Linked DNA regions of Mus musculus: all the other regions are linked to region 1. The links are chromatin contacts, called in public Hi-C, promoter capture Hi-C and targeted proximity ligation maps. All regions are on one chromosome and are shown on one strand. The core of a region is the stretch at or near the end of the contact, and the rest is flanking DNA. Distances in the headings are between cores, read along the strand shown. Region 1 holds the start of Zfp91 (zinc finger protein 91). Region 2 holds the start of Tmem258 (transmembrane protein 258). Region 3 holds the start of Sdhaf2 (succinate dehydrogenase complex assembly factor 2). Region 4 holds the start of Tmem216 (transmembrane protein 216). Region 5 holds the start of Vps37c (vacuolar protein sorting 37C).

Evidence for each region. Promoter capture Hi-C pulls out the DNA fragments that hold promoters and counts their contacts. Hi-C and Micro-C count contacts between places; a contact is called where the count stands out from the background. Capture Hi-C pulls out chosen DNA fragments and counts their contacts.
Region 2: a promoter capture Hi-C map of liver shows a contact between it and region 1, with 4 times the contacts expected there. A contact is called at or near these places in 2 of 39 promoter capture datasets (cranial neural crest and hippocampal neurons), 1 of 130 datasets of targeted methods (regulatory T cell precursor) and 2 of 9 other capture datasets (adipose tissue and liver).
Region 3: a Hi-C map of B cells shows a contact between it and region 1, with 7 read pairs. A contact is called at or near these places in 1 of 484 Hi-C or Micro-C datasets (B cells), 1 of 130 datasets of targeted methods (thymic regulatory T cells) and 1 of 9 other capture datasets (liver).
Region 4: a targeted proximity ligation map of thymic regulatory T cells shows a contact between it and region 1, with 9 times the contacts expected there. A contact is called at or near these places in 3 of 39 promoter capture datasets (the C10 cell line, liver and neutrophils), 2 of 130 datasets of targeted methods (astrocytes and thymic regulatory T cells) and 1 of 9 other capture datasets (adipose tissue).
Region 5: a promoter capture Hi-C map of pre-B cells shows a contact between it and region 1, with 2.5 times the contacts expected there. A contact is called at or near these places in 5 of 39 promoter capture datasets (the C10 cell line, hippocampal neurons, liver and 1 more), 3 of 484 Hi-C or Micro-C datasets (B cells, muscle stem cells and uterus) and 1 of 9 other capture datasets (adipose tissue).

What each region holds. Positions count from the first base shown.
Region 1 is chr19:12,794,708-12,797,711 of GRCm38.p6, forward strand. Zfp91 (zinc finger protein 91) reads right to left here and starts at 1,416. Exons shown (of 11, transcript NM_053009.3): 1 at 277-1,416. The coding sequence starts at 626. It overlaps Gm44505 (predicted readthrough transcript (NMD candidate), 44505), which reads right to left and starts at 1,416. Exons shown (of 13, transcript NR_024093.1): 1 at 277-1,416. It also overlaps a transcript of Lpxn not described here.
Region 2 is chr19:10,202,779-10,205,782 of GRCm38.p6, forward strand. It overlaps Tmem258 (transmembrane protein 258), which reads left to right and starts at 1,424. Exons shown (of 4, transcript NM_026919.1): 1 at 1,424-1,486. The coding sequence starts at 1,484. Fen1 (flap structure specific endonuclease 1) reads right to left here and starts at 1,615. Exons shown (of 3, transcript NM_007999.6): 1 at 1,317-1,615; 2 at 910-1,241.
Region 3 is chr19:10,523,654-10,526,657 of GRCm38.p6, forward strand. Sdhaf2 (succinate dehydrogenase complex assembly factor 2) reads right to left here and starts at 1,556. Exons shown (of 4, transcript NM_025333.4): 1 at 1,406-1,556. The coding sequence starts at 1,441. Cpsf7 (cleavage and polyadenylation specific factor 7) reads left to right here and starts at 1,591. Exons shown (of 10, transcript NM_172302.3): 1 at 1,591-1,674; 2 at 2,299-2,407. The coding sequence starts at 2,354.
Region 4 is chr19:10,554,152-10,557,155 of GRCm38.p6, forward strand. It overlaps Tmem216 (transmembrane protein 216), which reads right to left and starts at 1,612. Exons shown (of 5, transcript NM_001277860.1): 1 at 1,562-1,612; 2 at 912-1,013; 3 at 378-470. The coding sequence starts at 1,574.
Region 5 is chr19:10,687,322-10,690,325 of GRCm38.p6, forward strand. Vps37c (vacuolar protein sorting 37C) reads left to right here and starts at 1,414. Exons shown (of 5, transcript NM_181403.3): 1 at 1,414-1,658.

The DNA of each region.
Region 1 (3,004 bases), core at 166-2,665:
GATAGGCTGACAAAGGGGGTGCAGAAGCCAGAGTGAGGACCGAGCAGGCGGGAGGCAGAGGGCGTGCAGCCTGCACTGGGCGACTTCGGGCGTGGGCTGGCGGCCACAGGCAGTGAAGCAGCCGGAGCCCGGCCGCCAGCGGCGTGACATCTGGCGTGCCGAGCCGGCAGGGGGCAGAGCAAGCAGGGTGTCACGTGGAGCGGGCGCTACGGGAGCCGGGAGGGGAGAGAGAACTAGAGGGGGGTCTTCCCCAACGCTTCAAAGACTGTTACTCACTGGAGTCGCGGACTCTTCTTGCCCTGAGCAGGAGACGGGGGCTTCGCGGCCGCGGGCTGATGCCCTGGGCCGTCGGGAGGCCTGTTGCTGGGGCTGCTCCTCCGCCGGCGGGGATACTCGGCCTTTCTCCGGCGGGACACAGCGGCAGCGGCGGCGGCGGCGGCCGCAGCGGTCCGGCCGCGGTCCCGACCTCCCCTCAGCACGCGGCTGCTCGCGGTCTCTGCAGGCGCCGCCGGCGCCGCCGCCGCGCCGGGCCGGAGCTCCTCCGAAGCCGCGTCGGCCGCCGCTGCTGGGCCCCCTTCCTGGTCCTGCTGCTCCGGGGATCGCGGCTCCTCCGTCTCCCCCGGCATCGGGGCTCGTCCGTCCCCCACCCCTGCGTCCCAGGCGGTGGAGGCGGCGGCGCCCGCGGCGCAGCTCCCCCCGCCCCCCTCGGCTCCCGGAGCGTCCGGCTCCCTCACTCCGGAGCGCCTCTCTCCCCCCCGCCCCTCCGCCCGTTCCGAGGGCGCCCCCCCCCACCCGCCCCCTGCCACTCAAGCCAGCGACCGCCGGCGGCGCGCACGCGCGCACCCGGACGGACACGCAGCGGGCCAATCGGAGGGGAGGATCGGCCCCCCTGGCCCGGCCCCTCGCGGTCTCACACGCAGCAGCGCACTCGGTGCCCTCCCCCACCCCTTCCTCCAACCAATCAGGAAACGGCTCCGAGGGAGAGCGCGAGGTTTCCTTGCCCGCGCGCCCGTTCTCACCGTTAAACGGCTGCGTCTCGCGACAATCCCAAAGTGACCTTTCTCCCCCCCCACTTTGGAGTTCGGCTCAAGCTAGGGGCGGTGGGAGGGGCAGGGCTGGCGAGGGCGGAGGCGAGGACAAAACGCACCGTTCTCAGCCGCGCGCGCACCCCCCTGCCGGCTGCGCGCGCACCTGCCTCCCGGAGGCGCCGCTGTCCCCTCAAGGGTTCTTACTAGCCTAAGAAGTAGCCTGGACGTTATCCCGCCTCCACCCAGACCCCCACCTTCCTGCTCTGGCCTTTCTGTCCCCAGCGCCGCCAGCTCTCGAGGGGAGAAGTGGTAAATTATTTGAGTTGCAGCTTCTCCTTTAAGAAAAAAAAGGCCCTGTCCGTTGCCGGATGAAAGTCTCTGAAAAAATGGCGGCGATAGGATAGAGGCGGGGCCGAGGGGACAGCGCGGGATAGTCGTGAGGCGCACGCGCAGGGCCAACTTCGCCGAGGGCACTCTGGGAGACGTAGTCCTATTTACTCTGCGCTTCCAGAGAAATCATGGGAAACTAGAGGCAGAGGGAAGGCTGGGAGCGTCTATCTGAGGTCTGAGATTACGTTTTAGCGAGGCATTGCTTCCGGGTTAGGTCGCGACGCCTGCGTACAACTGGCAAAAATATTGAGCCAATTACAGGCTAGGGGTCCCTGGGAGAGAATCCTACTTCTTTTAATCTTTTTTTGTGTAAGTGCTCCGAAGTGCCCTCGTCATAGTCTTTACTTACTTCGGTCTGGTCATTTGACGCCTCCTCTGCGACCTGTTAGCTACGCTCCTTTTTATTCCTCCATCTTGTGTTGAGCCTCTCACTTGTGAAGCCCAGGAGGTTAGGGACTCGTTCTGCGTCTGTCAACTTAATTTTAATAAAACGTGTAGGACGAAGTGTAAAGTTGTTTCCTGGTAGGGATGGGGCGCCACGGAATTGCCGTTGGCTGTGGTGCTGGAGCTGGAGAGCCGGTTAGCGTGACTCACTGATTTTTTTGTGGATAAGTTAGCTGTCGCTCACGTTCTCCACCCCGAGGCTGAATGCCTTTGCGGTCTGTAGATGTTTCTGCGGCACAGGAAACACAGTCATAATAGCAGCTCTGACTAGCGTTTACAGCTAAGTACCTTCCTGATGGGGAAAGGGGGCTTTCCAATCGTTCAAACCGCAACTGGTGGTAATGCAGCCTCTTATACGTTTGTATGCATTTCTTTCCCTCTTAAACATTGTTTGCATTCCTTGGGTTGCCTTTTACACATTGCAACCAGGAAACGACTTTCAAGGAGACTCCTTACACTTCGAAGATGCAAACGTCTTAAGTTAAAATCTACACAACAGTATGGAAAGATACAAAGTTTGGAAATCTGATTCAGAATTTTATATTAGCCATTAAATTTTAGACTTTTAAAGAAGTTCATTTTTCTTTCTTCTTTTCCTCCCAGCATCTGGCTCATTTGCCACACAGATAAGGCAAATGTTTTATAGTCTACCGAGTTTTGCGCTTTCAAAGGATTAGTGTCCTTTTCAGTTCTAAAACCCGACGGTATCAGTAGGAATGAATTTTCTAGCGCTGTTTGCAATGAGCACGTTTGGAACAGCACTGACATCCAATGGCTGCTTAAAGTAATACAAAAAGCGAGCCTCTTAAAAAAGGTTTTAGTAAAATGAATGACTTGTTCCTTTTAAAAGATGATCATTACAAAACTATCCCTTTATTCTATTCTTCTAGCCAGTTATTACTCCCTATTCCTGTTAGTCTCTTGGTAAACACTGGGACAAAACCCACTTCACAGGGCCATACTTATAGTTCTTTATATACTGCCTTTTCTAGGCAATTTTCTGTTAAATGCGTTTGTTGTTTGTTTGTTTCCTTTTGAGATGAACAAAGGCACAATAAGATAAAAATCTACCTCTCTCACCTTTTTGGAGAAATTGTGAACTGAGCAGGAATTGTAATTCAGATTCTGGAAGCTTAGTACCC
Region 2 (3,004 bases), core at 174-2,673, 2.6 Mb before region 1:
CACAGAAGCCTAGTGAAGAGGCCTGCTTCTCTCTTTGGTCTTCTTCCTGCCCTCCTTCCTTACTTCTTCCTGGTTCGTATTACTGTGGTTCCTCTAAGAATACAAGCAGCAAAAACTCAGTCTTAAGGCTAAAGACTGTAGCTCTCCCTGGTACAGTGGCTTGCCTAGCATGCATGGAGTCCCATGTTGAATCCTCAGACCAGAAATCAAATAAAAAACTCATCCTTGAATCTGGTATTCTGTGTGTGGGTATAACAATGGGGACTGAGCTAGAGCCCTCACTCCTGCTAGCAAGTGCTCTACATCTTCAAGATTGTGTAACACAAGTCACTTCTGAGTTGTTAAATAAGAATGAATAACCATTTCTGCCTTGCAGAACCGGTCAACCAAAAACCCAGATGGAATACACACATCACCAGATGCCGTGCCATGTTCCCTAGTCAACCATATGGTTCACACCTCACTTACTACGTTGCTAGAATGAATACAGGCTATTACCACCCATCATGTCACACAGAGGGAAACCTGTTCTGTCCTGATAGTCTCAGTCCCGCCTCCACAGGACCTTCCAGATAGCAAAGCCTTAAATGAAATGGCTGCAGGCAGGATAAAAACACACCTAGTTCCCCTGCTCCCCACTCCCCAGAGGCCTACTGATTAATCACCGTATTAACTGGGCCCCACTGTTCTACGGAGTCTTCCAGACTTCCCTTCACCAGAAATGTCCTTGGGGCTTTTCCAACACCTGCCTCAGTCAGAAATACAAGAAAGCACTGTCTCTGGATGTCAGCAGAACATGAACCCATTTCCTTATTAAAGGCACAGAACTTCCCCGCTCCATACTCCTCACAAGGGCCCTAGGATGAACACGCTCTGGTCTCTGAGTCCTCACTGGAAGGAGGGTACTACCTTCTTCCTACCGGCGAAGAGGAATGTTCGGAGCAGAGCGAATGGCCCAAGCCCGGGCTGCCCGGTGCTGTTCCCGCGGCTCTGCCGCTTTCAGAGACGCTTCCGCGAGACCTCACCCCGTCTCGAGTGCACGAGCCTTAAGCAGCTAGCAGTGGTTTGGAGTCCACAGCGTTCTCTGGACAGTCCCGAGCCCGTTCTTTCAGTATCGTTCCCAGCTTCGCCGCCTTCCAAAGCCCGCGCTCTCGTCACGTGATCTGCCAGGCGCGAACAGCCTCCTGGGAAATGTAGTGTATGCCCCACCAGGTCCGATAGCAGCTTTCATAGTGGGCGTTCTTTCTGGGGAAAAAATGAATTAAAACCTAAACTTCACACCACCCTTTCCCACAGTCCGACTCCATGCTACTCACAGCAGGTCCGCATAGTCCTAGTTCCCGTTACTCCTGAGAACATGGGACTACAAGTCCCACAATGCCACGCGCAAGGGACCACATCCTTTTCCTGTTGCTCAGTGCGCTTGCTCCTGCCGACGTGTTCTTCCGGTGGCGGATCGGTGGTTTATCCTGTGCGGGGCAAAATGGTGAGATGATGGGAGTTAACGGACAGTGCTGTGGCCAGGACCTAGGGCTCTTGTGTGCCCGGTCCTCACCGCGTTCTTCCGCGGAGGCCTCAGTATGGAGTGCCCGGTGGGTGGGACGCCGCTGAAACTCTAGTTTGAGTTAGGGACGGGAAAGCAAGCCCCTTACCGTGTATTCCTCAGGCTGAGGTTTCCATCACAATGTGCTTATGATGTTGTTGACTATAATTCTGAAGGTCACAGGGTGCACTTTGAAAACCTTCGCGTTTTTATTTTTCTTTCTTATGATCAGTTATCTCTATCTGGAAGGATTCCCTTGCTGAAATCTTACTTATCCCGCAAGGCCCTTGTATAAATACCATTTCCTGGTAAAACACTTGTAACTCTCATAGGTACTTGTCTTGTCTTCTGGGAGCTCTCAGTCTGTACACACCTCTTGCCACGTTTCCTGGACTTCTTTTTTTTAATCTGCCACGCCTCCTAGTGACCACCATCTGACGTGCATCTAGTTCTGGGATGATGTCTATTCGTCTTTGTATTCCTGTTGCCCAACACTGGGCCTGCATTTGGAGGTTCCATAAATGGCAGCGATTGTCCTTGGCTCTTTTAGGGGGGAAGGGGGACATAATTGTTTACTGAATTGAATTCCTGTGTCTCCTAGAACAATGGGCTCAGTCTACTTCTCTGGAGTTGTTATGTTCTGGACTTTAGAAACATTGGCAAGAAAGTGACAATGGAAGTTAACATTTGTACAGAACTTTACGTTTATAGCCCTTTCACAGGGATTATCTCATCGTCTTCTCTGCAACTTTAGGAAGGAAACAAATACCTATTGAGCAGTTACTCTGTGCCGGGCAGTAAACTAGATGTGTCAACATTCATCTTTCTCCAATCATGCATCAGCCCTGTGACACAAACAGTGTTATAACTACTTAACTCAGACTGAGGATTCAGTAGGGCCAGAATTATCCCAATTGTCTTCTGCCAGGAGATCCCCGTGGCTCCCCCCTAAGGCAATGAAAAGCAGTACTCCTACATTAGAATTTGAGCTGTCTGTACTAGTGTAGGCTCCGGCTTCCTGTACAAATTAACGGCTTAGAGTCTGGACACAGATCCAAAAGCAGTGGGAATTGTGGGCAAGCGTTTTTCTTTAGGTGTCTTCCCCCAGACAGATCCATGACTTACATAGTGATCATTAGCTAGAAACCCCTAAGAGCCATTATCCTCTGACTCTTAGCTGCTCTTATCTCACTGAAAGTGGCTGCTGCCATTCTTTGTTGTTATTGTTGTTTGTTTTATTTCCCAGTGTTGGGGATCACACTTAAGACTTCATGCATGCTAGGCAAATGTTCTACCACAAAGCCTGCCACGTCCCTACTTTTAAGATGTGATGTAGAGCTAGGAGATGGCTCATGGGCAAAGGGTTTGGTGTGCAAGCCTGATAGCCTGAGTTGGATCCTAGAACCCACATTACTTTTTAAAATCCAGGTGTGGCCAGGCGATGGTGGTGCATGACTTTAA
Region 3 (3,004 bases), core at 306-2,805, 2.3 Mb before region 1:
TGAGGGACCATAGAGACCAAGAGAGCTGCTTAGTTTTGGTGCAGAAGGCCATAGAAGATAAAGCAAGATAAAATCTAGTATTGTTTACAAGCCTCTTCCCCGAGGCTCGAGGAAGAGTTGAATGTATGGTTAATGTTCTAGAACATGGGGGTTGGCATTGCCGAAGGGACTGGTTGGTTTCTGTTTTGAACAACTTGCAACACTAACCAGCATACTCTAAGAAGTCCAGTAGCCACTGAGAATAAGAGAGCAGAGCAACCAGCTGGTCATGGTGCCTCATGACTGTAATCCACGCACTTGAGAGGCTAGATCAGAACTACTATGAAGCTGAGGAGTTTTAGTACCTAAAAAACAGGGTAGCAAGGAAGGAGGAGGGAACACTGAACAACTTAAAAGAGTGTTAACAAAACTACAGCATTGCAGAAACACCGACACACTTAAAACACCCTCCTCTGGCCTTCATGGGCACCTACACACATAGTATGCATAAACTCACAAAGGCAGATAAACACATGTACATACTTTTTTAGTCTAAAAAAAAGAATAAGAAAAGAAAATGCGATTGCCTAGCAGGCAAGGCTCTGGGTTTGGTGCTTAGCACAAACAACAAAATTGTCATATGTGATATAAAGAATATTACATAGTATTAAGGAGTTAGCAGTAAAGTATAATAATCATAAATATATGTGGATCTAATAGAGCACTCAAATATATGGAAGAGACACTTGACAGAACTGGTGGGGGAACACAACAGATTTTAATGCCACATTTTAATAAGGAATAGAATATATAGATGTCGGAATCAATACTAGACAACCAGAACAATACTAATTTAAGAATATTTAACTGAGATATACAGGCATTCCACACAAGAGATCATACATTCCTCTCAAATGTACAGATAATTATGCCCAGGAGATCACAAGTTGTCAAAAAACATGTCTTGATAAGTTTAAGATAAACCATACCAACTAGCTTTCAACACTACTGGAATAAAAACGGAAAATTCTCAAACATTTAAAACCAAGATGAGACAGGAGAATTACGAATTTGAGGCCAGCCTGAGTAACAAATTAAAACCGGCTTTTAAAAGGGAGACGGGGGAAGAAGCTCAAGAAAAGCTAGGAGGCTTTCGGGGGAGGTTCGGTAACTGTTCCTGGTATGCGTTGAGTCTCACACGGTGACTGGCCACCTAACCACATATTACCCAGTATTCTCACTCGAGCACACCGTGGGCTCAGGAAAGAATGGAAAATTCCCTGCATGATCGGCTCCAGCCTGCGCCTCGCCTTGAGGGGACCATTCCCTGGTCTGTGGGGTAGGTGAACTCTCCCTACAGTCTCCACGGCACAGAGGAGGACGAAACAGTCTTAGCTGCAGCCCGCCCCGAACCCGGCTCTCTCACCCGCGCCAGCGTCGGGATCAAGGTGACCACCGCCATCTCTCTCTTATAGCACAGTAAGCTGGCAACCGGGCCACTTCCGGGAATTCCGGGCGGTCGATCTGAGGACTTCAGCGGAGGTGGACCCCAAGCCGGAAGGCGCAACCGAGCGTATGGCGGAAGTAGCGGTGCGTGTGACGCCGCCGGTGGGGGGGGGGCGGGACCTGGGGCGGAGAGCGGTTCGCGCGCTTCGGGCCTAGTCGGGACTCTCCGCGGCCGCCGCCATATTCCCGGTAACGGGGGCGCGCGGCCCGGGGCCGGCGGGGCCGGAAGGAGGGCGGGGGCCGGCGCCGCGGAAGGGAGGGGGTCGGTTGGGGTGGCGGCGGCGGAAGACAGCGGGTGGAGGGAAGCGCGGGCCTCTGAGGGAGGGGCTGAGGTCCTGGAGCTGTGGGAGGGAGCAGGGCAGGCCTAGCCTAGGGCGAGGACAGGGCCCCGTTGGTGTGGAGGCGGCGGGAGCTTCCGGGCCCGCGGGGGCTCCGGCTTGGGACGCCCCCTGGGCCTAGCAGGTGCGACGGGCTGAGCTTGCGGCGTTCGCCGCGGTGGTTCACAGCGCGGCCTGAGGGCCCTCTCAGGAGTCGAGGCCCGGACTTGGCGGTGGCGCCATAGGCAACTACGGGCGCCGACTCGGAGCACCTCGGGTCGGGCCCGCGGGTGATGGGCAGCGAGCTCCGCGAGCCCGAGCGGCCTGGGAGAGCTGGGGGCGGCGCGAGGCTGGGGGCGGGGCAGAGCGGGTGGGGCCAGGCTCCCGGCCGCCGGGATGCTGCGTCTTGGGAGACTAGAGCTTGTTGACCCTTGCCCTCCTCCCAGCCTGGGACCCTTGTGCCTTAAAATTTTTTACCCTTTTCTGAATACCGTAGTGGCATCTTTCTTACTTTGTCGGTTCTCCGGGCTCGAGAGCGTATTTCCGGAGCCATGTCAGAAGGAGTGGATTTGATTGATATATACGCTGATGAAGAGTTCAATCAGGTGAGAGGAATTAGCAGCAGTTTTGGGGTTTCTTCCATCAATCTACTGGCAGTGGTTTCTCTCTCAGCTCAAAATAATTCCCTGTAATATCGAAGCGTTTCCCCCTAGCGGTGGCTTTGAAGACGACTGACCATTCCTCTTTAGGTTAATTTGAACCTCCAGGCTTCAATTTTAAAGGGCTTGCTTTAAGAGCAAATAAAAACCCAAGTGTAATAGTATGGTGAATCAGCCTGTGGAATTCTTTCCCCAAGTCATTTCAAAGTTGAATGACTAACCATAATTAAAAATGAAAATTACATTTGTTGTAGTACTGCGGAGATAATTTCGATGCTTGTTACTTTGCTGTTCTCTCAACTTGTGGCTCGAGCATGTTGGTCCCTCCCCCTGCTTGGTCCCCTCCCAATGGTGTACCATGAAATTACTTTAAAAGCCACAGTATACCAACTGCTTTAAAGGTGGAATTCCAGTGCCACTCCAAGTGTTTCAGTCTTTTTAAATAGCTTGACTGTCCTTTTTGAGAAGTCTCTGGGCATCCATTCGTATGGATGGAAGGAAGAAAGGTAAAAACCATTGAATAAACTAGTTTAAAGGCAAGTC
Region 4 (3,004 bases), core at 362-2,861, 2.2 Mb before region 1:
CTCTGTTCTCTGGTGTCTAGGAACTTCTAGAGAAATCCTTGTTTAGAGAAGCGGAGGGGATCTTGAGCTCTTTAGGAATGTACTGCTTTCCTCTCTCAGAGCAAGGAGAAGACGCAGGCACTCTTGTGGCACTCAGGCAGCTGGGAGGACTGGTCTAAGATCAGTGCTACTGCCCGCTTCTAGCCTCACTCACAAACACACAGGTAAACCTTGACCTAGAATATGAAGCGGCAGCTTGAAGCCTCAGGGAAGAAGCAATGGTATATACATTACCAGATCCACTCTGATAGTGAGCCTAGGTTCTTTGTCTTGTTAATCAAGTTACAGGCTCCAGCATGTCTCATAAGCAATGGAAATATTTTCTGAACAACACTCACCGAAAAACAATCGTATGACTTCAATGCCAAGATAGAGCAGCAGCATCACCACATCCAGGACTAAGTTGGCTGTTGGGTACGGCAACAGGAGCCCTACAGGAGGGAAAGCCAGAGTATGCACACACCACCTAGCTAACGGTCAGCCCCACGGCCCCACAAGGATGGACGGCCACAAACCCGGGACAAGGATACCAACCAGTCTTAACATCTCACAAATCAGCAAGGTATAGATTGTTACAGCTACAGGCTTTAAGTTTCCAAGTCCTGACTCTGCCAAATGACTGAATTATAATGGTACACAGATCTGAATATTTTAGTAAAGAGAGATGGGGAAAGAGTTGGGATGGAGAAACCCACATTTCTCAAACTCAAGTCTTGCTGAAAGACATCCTATTTGATCATTCTAAAGCCATTAGTTGGAGAGACTTCTGCCTTGCAATGGAGATGCCGCTAGGACCAGAAGATAGAAGGTTCTTGGAGTATGCTAAAGTGGAAAAGGGTTGCTGGGGCAGAGGCAGATAGGCCCAGGCTTACCTTTGTACAGGAAAATAAGGAGCTCCAGCAGGAAATAGGTAGCATAGTACCACCCATTCAGAAAGAACAGGACTTCCAGGGGGGTTGAGGACAATCTTTTATCTGAAAGAAAGCAAAACAAAGAATGGGCAGGGCAGCTAGAGCTCTACTCTGTTCTGTGTGAAGGTTCTTTGTAATCCGGAGAAATCACAAGATTATTGTGAATGAGGGAGAAACTTCTGATTGCTAATGACGTGAGTGTTGGTGTGGCAGGAACTGCCTTCAATCTCCTTTCTCAGGAATCACTTTGACATCTACTTCTCTGACAATTCAGCTATAATCACAGCTGAGAGGCACCTCAAATATTCAACCCTGTCACTTCTGAGGGGGAAATTGAGGCACAGAAACTAATTCTGTCCAAGGCGGGAGGATTCATAACTGAGCCATCCCAGAATAGGGCCAGCCGGGGATTTTTAAGAGTACGGTATTCGAGTACCCATGCAGGCACTCGGGGTGATCAGAACAACCCAAGCCCGATTTAGACAAGTGAAGAGTAAGACCCCGACTTTTAGAAATGGAGGATTAGGTCGAGCTCTGGAGACAGAGAGGTGGAGGGGGCTGGCAGGTACCCGTGGGATAAGGGGCAGAGACACACACCTCCAGAGTCTCACCTCGCGGCGCCATGTTCAGTCCCCATGGAAACTGCGTACACTGCAGCGCCCGGAGCAATGCGGCGCTGCCGGAAGCGCGGCACCGAGCCGCCCGGTCTTCTGGCCGCTCTGCCTGCCGGTGCTACTCTATGGTTACCCCACCGGCCGCGCCCATGCACAGAACAGCGCCAGCCGTCAACCACCTACAGTGGTCTAGGGGGAGGATGGGGTTTTAAACGACGGCAGAGAGACCAGAACACTTCTCCAGCTGAACTCTCTCCATCCCCGGCGTCATGGCGTAGGTCGTTAGTGGCCCGGTGTGGCCGAGTAGTTGGAGGATCGGCCCTGCGCCCACCATTCTCTTTTCTACTGCATGTGTTTTTTTTAAAAACACCCCATGCCACTGTCGTGCAAAAGGCTTACCTGGAGCCTATGTAAACACCAAAACCGTTGAAGATAGAATGTCCTTTCTAGGAGTACAAGGGAAAACAGCGGTGCTATAATGAGATTCTCCTGCGACCCAAAGAGTGCAAGGGTGTTGAAAGGAGACAGCGTCTGGCCAGTTGGAAATTGAGAAATGTTTCCAACAAGCTTGCGCTATGAACGAACCCTGGCCGCAATTTGAAGCAAGAGCGTGTTGTTGCAGGCAGGGGGTGAAAGAGTAAGATTTCTGAAAAGACTCCAGCTGTCAGCCCTTAGAGTATGGCAGTCAGTCAACAAATAACGGGAGAGAGTAAGTAACCTGTAATGAAAGTGCTATTTCCCTACCTAGTAGGAGTGTGGATAAAGGCAGTAATTGTTGCTTCTCAAAGCAGGTCCTCACTCCGGGAGAATAATTTAAGTAGAAGCCTCCCTCCATCACTCCCCACCTCCACCTCTGCTCTCCTTCCTCCTTCACTTCTGCTTGTGCCTTCCACTGCCTTATTCAGGTCTGGTTTAGTTTGGCTAGACAGGTCTCCTATGTAGGCTAGGCAGGCCTCAAATTCTCCTGCCTCTGCTTCCCGTCCAGTACAGGGGTTTCAAGTGGGTGTCACAATGTTCTGGCAGGTCTTAAATGGAATTCTAAGTTCCCACTAAAGGACCACGGCAAGGTGAGGTGATGGAGAAAGCCCTGGTCCCTGCACCCCATCTGAACTACCTTCATACACACCCCTGCTCTGAGTCTCAGAGGAAAGGAGGGTGGACCAGTTGCTTGTTTTTGTAAATTATGGGTCTTAAATCACTCTGCCTAAACATTTTGATATTGTATACACATATAGTTCTCATGCTACAGTGAAAAGTTTACCCATTGTCAACAGAGATGATATAATCTATAGCCTTAATATCACCTGGTTGGTTAAGAAAATGATGCTGTTTCATGTCAGGATGCCACAACAGCATAGGTACCAAAAGTGGACACAGACTAAGTCAGTAACCTGCAGGAACCTTAGAATATGCAGCTGGGTCTCCTGCCCTCTGGGGTCT
Region 5 (3,004 bases), core at 164-2,663, 2.1 Mb before region 1:
TTTGTAGTAGCTGTGCTAGAGGTAGGGGAGAGTGTGTGTGTGCAGGGCCTGGGTTGTGTCTCCAGCACAGCATAACACTGTGCACTTGCCAGGTAGAGGTGAGAGCTTACTCTTGACTACTTTGAGAGTTCTAGGACAGCACAGGGGACTTGAGACCTGAGTACCCAGGGACCCCATGAGGTAGTAAAGGGGAGGGAGTTCTGACCAATGGGGACAATGATGATCATTTTAGATCTAGAATATGAAATAGAAAAAGTGGGAGATCTTGATGAAATTCGATGACCCAAAAGAGAAACTTACAAGATGGAAGTCCCCCCTCAAAAATAAATAAATAAATAAATAAATAAAATTGCAACTCTGTTGACTGATTAGAACTTCTTGATTGTGGAAAGCTGGGATGTTACAGGGTCCAATTAACTGATAATTATTGTTATTCTCCTTAATAAATGTTGCTCACTTCTGTGCCTTACCTCATATCAATGTGATTATCGGGTAAACCTTTTGGGATGCACTAACTCAGCAGACCCCAAAGCTAAAATGTAATCAAATAGCACCTCAGACCCAAACAGAGATTTTCCCTAATTTCTCATTACCCACTGGCCTGATGGTCCCAGCAATGTATTTGTAAAATGCCTTGGGGTAGCCTTATTCTGTTACTGTACAGACTTCACAAAAGCACTTTTACATTGGAACATGTTATTTAAGGCAACCTGAACCTGTGTCCCATGTCATGGTCACTCTTTCTTGGCTCTCTCCTTCTCTTTGAGGTGAGATCCATTTTGGGTGGACAGAAGTCAGAGTCAAGTGAAGGTGGAGGCCTCTGACACTGAGCCTGGTATCACTTAGGGCCTTTGGACTTCTCGTTGTATGACCCAGCAATTACCATTTTGAAGAGGCCAATTTGTGCTGGTCTCTGCCACTAGCAACAAAAGTTCTAATGTATAACAAAGGGTGGCAGGGTTTTCTTAGGCTGGAAGCTAATCTAACCACTGCAGCCAAAGTGGAATGGCGTTCACCTCTCAGGGCTGGTTTGTTTCCATCCCTTCCTGAGGCTTGTCACTCTGGGCGAGTGAGGATGGATCAAGTCTGACGCTTACACACTCATCTACAGACGAGTAAGAGCAATCTACGGTCCTGACAAAGGGTGATTTTTTAGGAAAGCTCAGAGCTGTTAGCAGTGTCTGAAGGGGACTCAGGACCGCAGCCATTCTAGTCCTGAGGCCAAACTATAAAAAGGAGTGTGCGCAGCAGGCCGGGGATACCGTGGTGCAATAAGAGCCCATCTGGAGCCTCCCTTTGGAAGTTCCACGCTTGTCTCAGGATATTCAGAGCAAACGAAGGGACGCCTGCAAGTCTGCGCAGGCGTACTCGCAATGGGCGGAGTCCTACGGCGGGGGCGGGGCTAGGGGTGGTGCCTTCCCCCGCGCGGGCGGGGCCGAGTGGCCTTCCGCGGGTGTGGCGCCTGAAGCCACCAGCGTCTGAGTGCAGGTATCGTGGCCACCCCTAGGCCTACAAGGCAGGACACTCGGGGCGCGGCGGAGGGGCAGTGCGGCTCGTTCTCAGCTGGACGCGGGAGTAAGTCACATCCGGTAGAGGCGGGGCTCGTGGATCCCGGAAGTGCGGGCAGCGGCTGATTGCCCGCGGTAGCGGCGGCCCCGGTAGGTGAGCGCCGCTGGGGAAGGTCTCGGGCGGCGGCGGGCAGCGGCCTACCGTGCCGGGGGCGTTGCCGGCGAACTCAGAGATGGGTTTCCTGGCCGAAGCCGGCGATTGGGCGCGATGGGCGCGTGACTCCCCGCGGGCCTGCGCCCCTGCAGTGGGGTGGGAGGGATGGACGGTGGGAGGCTGTCCTCGCCGGTCGCCTCAGCCCCGCCCCCTCCCACCTATCCGCTAACGCCACGCAACCCTTCACCCTCTGTAGGAGTACCTTGTGGCCTTTGTGTCATTAAGAGCCTCTTTGCCCCTTGTACGGATTGGGAAACTGAGGCCTGTGTGTATTCTGACTTGCCCCTGCGATATAGTGGAGTTAGAGGGACTCTGGCCTTTGTCTTGCTGGCCTGTATCATTCCCCAGGTTAGCAATAGGTAAGGGTTCTTCCCCTTTCTTCTGGACCCCGACTTGAACTGTCCAGCATGGCTGAGCCATCCTTACTTCTGGGCCTTCCAGGTGTATGGTCCCAGCATGTGCCTGGTTCTGCTTTGTTTCTCCCCTCACAGCCGTTTAGGGGTGTTCTTTCACTTTTTTTTGGTGGGCCAAGACATTCCCAGAGATGTGTTTGAGTTACTGGTAGAGTGGACTATCATCAGGGTCACATTTCTTGAGTCCAGCCTATACCTTGTCAATCAGATTTGGGCTAGCCACCTTGAGCCAAGAAACTTCACGGATACCAGGGCTCCTTCATCGCTCCCTGCATATTTTCCAGGTGTCTCTACCAATAGCGTGCCACTCCACATTCAGTGACTGTCAGTCCTGCAGCTAGAAATGGTGGTGATAGAGGGACTTAGAAGGGAAAGACTCTTCTTTGCTTGGGGCCCAGGGAGGGCCCTGATCTGGGGATTGTGGAACTGAGGGCTGCTGGGTGAAATGGTGGACTCTGAAATGAGTCTTTGTTCTTGGCAGTCATAGTGCCCAGAAAAAAAAAAAAGCCTTTTTCGTAAGATTGTCTTGGAAATCTGGCCCAGTGCCTTTGTAATTTCCATTAAGTAGAAAACATGATGGAGTGCTTCAGTGGGGCTGTTTTCTGTTGCTGTTTTGCCAAGCAGTAGTTCTGATTGCTTGTGTGGCTGTCCTTGCTGGGTACTGTTTTGGGGGTGTTTTACACTGGTTACTGGATATAGAGAACACCTCTGAGTGACTGGTGACCCGTTTACAGAATTGGCTACTATCAACCAATGAGTGGCTGTTAGATTTTTTTTTTTTAACAAAGCAAATGAGTCTTTAACTCTAATACTGCCTTCCAGACGCCTCAGTTGCCCTAATATGTTGGAGCTTAAGAATTATCTGCGGT